2 separate regions of the Oryctolagus cuniculus genome follow, and region 1 is linked to region 2. A link is a contact called in public Hi-C data. All regions are on one chromosome and are shown on one strand. Each heading gives the region's core, a stretch centred on a gene start, on an enhancer-like site or on the middle of the called end of the contact. The rest is flanking DNA. Distances are from core to core; before and after follow the strand shown. Region 1 holds the start of RNF7 (ring finger protein 7). Region 2 overlaps TFDP2 (transcription factor Dp-2).

Evidence for each region. A called contact is a pair of places that touch in the nucleus more often than the background predicts.
Region 1: a contact with region 2 is called in a Hi-C map of skin fibroblasts, with 4 times the contacts expected there. The contact joins the promoter of RNF7 here to the enhancer-like site in region 2. A contact is called at or near these places in 5 of 6 Hi-C or Micro-C datasets (ear pinna, embryonic fibroblasts, liver and 2 more).

Annotation. Positions count from the first base shown.
Region 1 is chr4:140,100,963-140,103,662 of mOryCun1.1, forward strand. RNF7 (ring finger protein 7) reads right to left here and starts at 1,299. Exons shown (of 3, transcript XM_008266261.4): 1 at 997-1,299. The coding sequence starts at 1,171.
Region 2 is chr4:139,869,201-139,871,900 of mOryCun1.1, forward strand. The region is part of intron 5 of TFDP2 (transcription factor Dp-2); the gene reads left to right. Among named protein-coding and RNA genes, the nearest start is that of ATP1B3, 120 kb to the right of the region's middle. Within about 2 kb of position 1,266, at least 1 of the 8 cell types and tissues checked has an H3K27ac peak or open chromatin away from gene starts, as enhancers often do.

The sequences.
Region 1 (2,700 bases), core at 49-2,548, 230 kb after region 2:
CCTCAGTTTTCTTCAACTAACCCTCAAGTAAAAACACTACTTAAAATGCTCTCACAGTAATTTCAAATGCACTATTTAAAAACATAACTTGCATTTAAGGAGGGCTTGTTTTTCAAGGTGGCCCGAGATCTTAAAACAGAAACCACGTAAAACATAAAGGAGACTAAGCTGCTCCAAAATATTTCACTTCGTCCGGATGTTGGATTTCAAAATGTTATGGAAAAGGAAGTTCTCCCCCAAGGCAGCGTCTTCTCCAGGAAACGACGTCCTGGGATGGAGAGGGGAGTTAAGGGACCACATTCTCCAATTCCGAGGACGGACACTTGCTCCTTAGCCACAGGGTGCCCCCTCCCAGGCCCAGCGAGCGCCATCGGGACACCTTAGATCGATCCGGATTGAAAAGCCAGCAGCGCAAGCCGCAGCAGCAGGAAAGGCAATGGCTGTGCGCTGCGCTGCGCTGCCCTGCGGGGCAGGACCGAGATTTTCGTTCCTGCGCCCGACGACCGCGGAGCATCACCGGGGCGGGTGACGGGGCCTCCGGGGCAGGTGACGAGGCCACCGGGGCGGGTGACGGGGCCTCCGGGGCGGGTGACGGGGCCTCCGGGGCGGGTGACGGGGCCTCCGGCGCGCTCCGCGCCATCGCGGCCTTTGCCCCCGGCCCCTCTGCGGTCTGCTCGCGGGGCCCCGGCGGGCTACACCAGACGGGTGGAGCCCCAGCTCCCATCAAATCACCCAACTTCTCTCCCCGGAGCACCTCCCTCATCGCCTGAAACCACCCTGTCTCATCGCCTGCCTACTGTCCGTTTCTCTCCCCGGGGCACCGGTCGCCCGGCGATGGGCGCCTGGGGACGACACCAAAGCGCCGGCGGCGACCGCAGCCCAGGCGGCCTGAAGCGGGGGCGTGGGCCCGCGGGACCAGCCGAGGGTTCCGGCGCAGCCGCCCGGGGCCGACCCCGCGGAGGCCGTACCGCGGCCCCGGCCTCGCGTGTAACTTACCCATCACTTGGACCCTGCAGATGGCGCACGTATCGCACTCCACGTCCCAGCTCCACATGGCCACCGCGTTCCACTTCTTGAGAGAGAACATTTTGTCGCCCCCCGACTTGGAGCCTGTGCTCCCGGAGTGAGAGGACAGGGCGCAGGTCTCCTCGCCGTCTTCCACGTCGGCCATGGCGGCGGCGCGGAGCCGGCGGCGAAGACGTTAGGTCGCGGGAGGCGGGCAACTATGGCGGCTCGGTGGGGCCGTCCGGCGGGCCCACAGCGCCGCCCGCAGGCCGCGGGTCACCGTATTGTCTCGGCTAGGGCGGCCGCGATTGGCTGGCGCTGTCAGTGACGTCACCGCACGCCGGCGCCGGGGGCGGGACTACGGCCCCCGCCCCTCGCTGCGCCGGGCCGCTGGGCGGGGCCTGCGGATCGTCGGTCGAGGCGGTGCCGCCGCTGCGCGGAGGTGTTGGGTCGGCGCCTGGGGCGCGAGCCGCGCTGGGGTGCGTGCCCGCTTTCGGCCTTAGCTGGGAAATGATCCCGTTAATTTATTCGTTTGCCTCTCCCCTACCAAGTATAAACTGCTATGAGTGCTCGTACCGTGTTCTTACCACGTCCTGGATGTCTTAAAAAAAAAAAAAGTGGTTACAAGAAACTGTTGAGTGAATGACCGTGAAGATCTAGAAAGTTCGGTGGTGGTCAAACTTTTTGGGCATATAGCTCCTTTAGATCTGAAAGTTATTAAAATTTTAAGGAGATTTTGTGTCTGTGGAAGATAGGCGGGATGGTTATTTTACTCTTTAAGAAATTAAAAGTTAAAATGTATTAATTCATTTAAAAACAAACCCATTGCAAGGTATTGTTAAAGCAGGACACCATAGATGATGTAGTTTCTGGAAAACTCCACTGTACCCTTAGAGTGAAAGTGAAAAGGAGGAAAAAGGTTCTGAATGAATGCAATCTTTGACCTGACTTGTTCCCTAAAAGGATCCCAGAAACCCATGGGACTCACTTTAAACTAGTTTAATCTCTCTTTTTTGTATGTAGGAGTAGTGAGGTGCAGAGAAGGGAGTTAGAGCTTACACTGCCGCTGCGTGAAGGGGGTAGTTTGGAAAGCATAGACTGCAGCCGTGTTGTTACAGGGATCTGGGATCAGTTCTTTGTCCCACGGTGGTGGAGTAGGTCGATGAGTAGGATTGAGCAAAGCAAATGAAATTAGATTTGATTGAGAACCTGAGACCCCTGTTTGCCAGAGGGGCCCCCCAGGGAGGGTTCTGCCAGGGTCTGGGCACTGGGTGCTGATACAGGGCGTGCATAGCAGTGGGTCAGTTCTGCATAGTTTCGCTGCCTTAGGTGTCTGCCTTGTTTATTCTGTCTCCCTGGAGCCGGCATGGTTACTGACCAGCTACCTAACAAACCTTGCCTTGCTGACCACTTGAGAGATGTGATAGCTGAAAAAGATTGTTGACCTGAGTGATTAAGGCAGGTTGTGCTGACCTGCTCAGTTGCTAAGCACTTCAGACATGCGGCTCTGTGCCACGGTCCAGTCTCTTACAGTTACCTGTGGATGTGGAGCCCTCGCGCTCCCTGTCAATCTTTGCATTTTCTCTGGGTGATGTTGGTTGTCCAATCCGCAGATGGCAGGTTTCATATAAATCCCTTTTTCCTTATTCCCACGGGGGCCTTTCCTGACTGCTTCCTAACCCCTGGAAGTATTTT
Region 2 (2,700 bases), core at 16-2,515:
CCTGGAGTCTGGGGACTCACAGCCCAGTCCCATGTATCAAGATTAATTCTCAGACCTGAAGATTTCATGTTTTCCTTGCTGGGTATGAATTTGGTTAAGAACTATTATCCCTTTTTTCTGGGAATGTCTATCCTGTGCCTGTCCCAGGGTTGTATTTCAGAAGCATGTAACTTGTCTGGTTTCACAGGCTCCCACTGCAGGGAACTAGTCTCTGGATGAATCACCCCTTTGGATCTCACCCATACCTGATAGAGATGAGACTTTGGATTTTGGAGTTGATACTGGAAGGAGTTAAGACTTCCACAGCTGTTGGAGTGGAAGGAATATGTTTCTGTGTGAGACTCATAGGAGTTTGTGGAGGAGGGTGGAGCTGGGGGCAGAATGCTATGCTCTGAATGTGTTCCCCCACGTTCTGTTCAAGCTTAACCCCCACTGTGGTAGTCTGCAGAGGAGGTGGAGAGGTGTGAGCGCTTTGCTGTCCTGAGTGGGAGCAGCGAGTGCCCTCATAAAAGAGGCCCAGCACCCTCACTGTCACATGGGAGTGCAGCAGGCAGGAGCCTTGGCAGACGTGGAATTGGTCTGTGGCTTGGTTTAGGACTTCCCAGCCTCTGGAACAGGGAGCAGTAAATTTCTGTTGTTGGCACATCCCCTAGTCTAAGGCATTTTGTTAACTGCAACCCAAATGGACTGAGATACCCAATTAGAGCCATTTCTCAGTTCTCTTCCTGTTCTTTGCACTTTGTCCCCTCGCCCTCAATTCCTTATCCATGGCCTTTGAAAGTGTTCGTTATCTGGGTAGCCCTTGGATGAAGCCTTGCTGTCTGCTGCTAGCAGCCATCTCTCTCCACCTGCCCTTCACCCTTCACCCTTCTCCTCTCTGGGAAGCTGGATGTGGGGACGGGGTGGGGGTGGGGGTGGTGGATAGGTTTCATTTGTTTTCTGTGGTTATGGAAACTAATGTGGGATGTTTGCCTTCTGACAGTTCATCTCCTGCAGCTTACCTTGGAGGCTAGCAGTATAAATGCATATCTTATGATTTGATAGATGAGAATTTTCATGGCCATCTTATTTCAGTAGGTTAAAAAAATTCTTGTAGTAAAAACCGAAATTTTGTCGAGTAATGGAAGCCTTTAATAAACACTTTATGTAGATTCTTTTTCCCTTCAAAATATGTCTGCTTTCTTGGCTTTTCGGACTGTAGATGGCAGTAGAGCATCAGGAAGCTGACTGAACACAGAAAATTTTCAGATTGAAGTCCAGCACTATCTGACTTTTCTGCCTAACTAATCTGTTACCAGAGAAACCATATGATTACATTTAAATTAGGGATGCATGGAAAGAACTGTGCACTTTATATTATACATTTTTTTCTGGCTGAGTTTTATATAATCCTTTCTTAGCATACCAATGAATGAGGAAGCTACTTTTTTTCCTACCCATAATTTTAGAAATTGGGCTACTGTCCCAGCTAAGTAAATATTTATCATGCTTTCCATTCCCCTGCACTGTGCTAGACCCAGCAAAGGATGCAGTTTTTAGCGAGGTGTGCTTGCTTGCTGCCTGTGGAGATCCTGCAGGGAGGTGGGAGTGGGGAGGTGCCGTGAGATGTGGGGAGGCCTGGGAGGTCTGCACATCCCTAGGGTGCAAGGCAGACTTCGGTGAGGTACAAAAGTTTCATCTTTTCTCAGGAGGCAGGCTTCAGAATGCATATTGTAGATAATCACAATTTTTCTGGACATCTACTCTATTATGGTTTAATTTTACTTTAATATTATGTTTTAGTAAGATTTACTTACTTATTTGAAAAAGTTAGAGACAGAGATCTTCCATCTGCCGGTTTACTCCCTAGATGCCCACAATGGCCAAGGATATGCTAGGCCAGGAGCCAGGAGCTTCATTCGGGTCTCCCACCTGGGTGGCAGGAGCCTGAGTACTTGCCATCTTCCTCTGATGCTTTCCCAGGTACATTAGCAGAAAGCTGGATCAGAAGTAGAGCAGCCAGGAAACAAACCAGAGTCCATACCAGATGCTGGTGTTGCAGGTGTTGCTTTACCCACTACGTCAAAACACTGGCCCCTGGTTTTATTTTAACTATAGAATTAACTTACCAAAATTATTCCTGAATATTTGTTGTACTGACATCTCCCTAGCCACAAGCTGATGTATTGCCAAACAGAAACAGAAGCTAAGTTCCCTAATAGTAAGTGTACAAATGTGGACTACCCTTTAGCAGCTAAATCTGAACTGTTGTTACAGGTCAGAGGTTATTCTTTCAAATGCAAAAGAAGAGCTTGAAATGCCTAAGAATCCTTGCCTTTGGTTCCTGTGTGGAGCAAGCTAACAATTAATTTGGTGACTTAGACTGAGGCTTCAGAAACAGATTTCATTTAAACAGTGAAAGGAGTTAATTAGCATTCATTTGCATAGAATAGTCACTTCTGTGTTAAGGCTTTAGTAACGGAGATGTAGTCCTTATAGATGTTGTTCTCTCTTAATTGGTACTTAAAGGAAGCCTTCAAGGTTGCTGTTTACTTGCTGAAAGCTGTTTTGTGACCTCGTGTTGATATTAAGGACACCTTAAGATCCTAGGATATAATTACAGAAATATAATCAAACAAGTTGCTTACACTTTAGGTGGTGGGGCAGCAAGGTGTTGTCCTCATGTATAGATTTTCAGCTTGTACTCTCCTTTTAATCAAT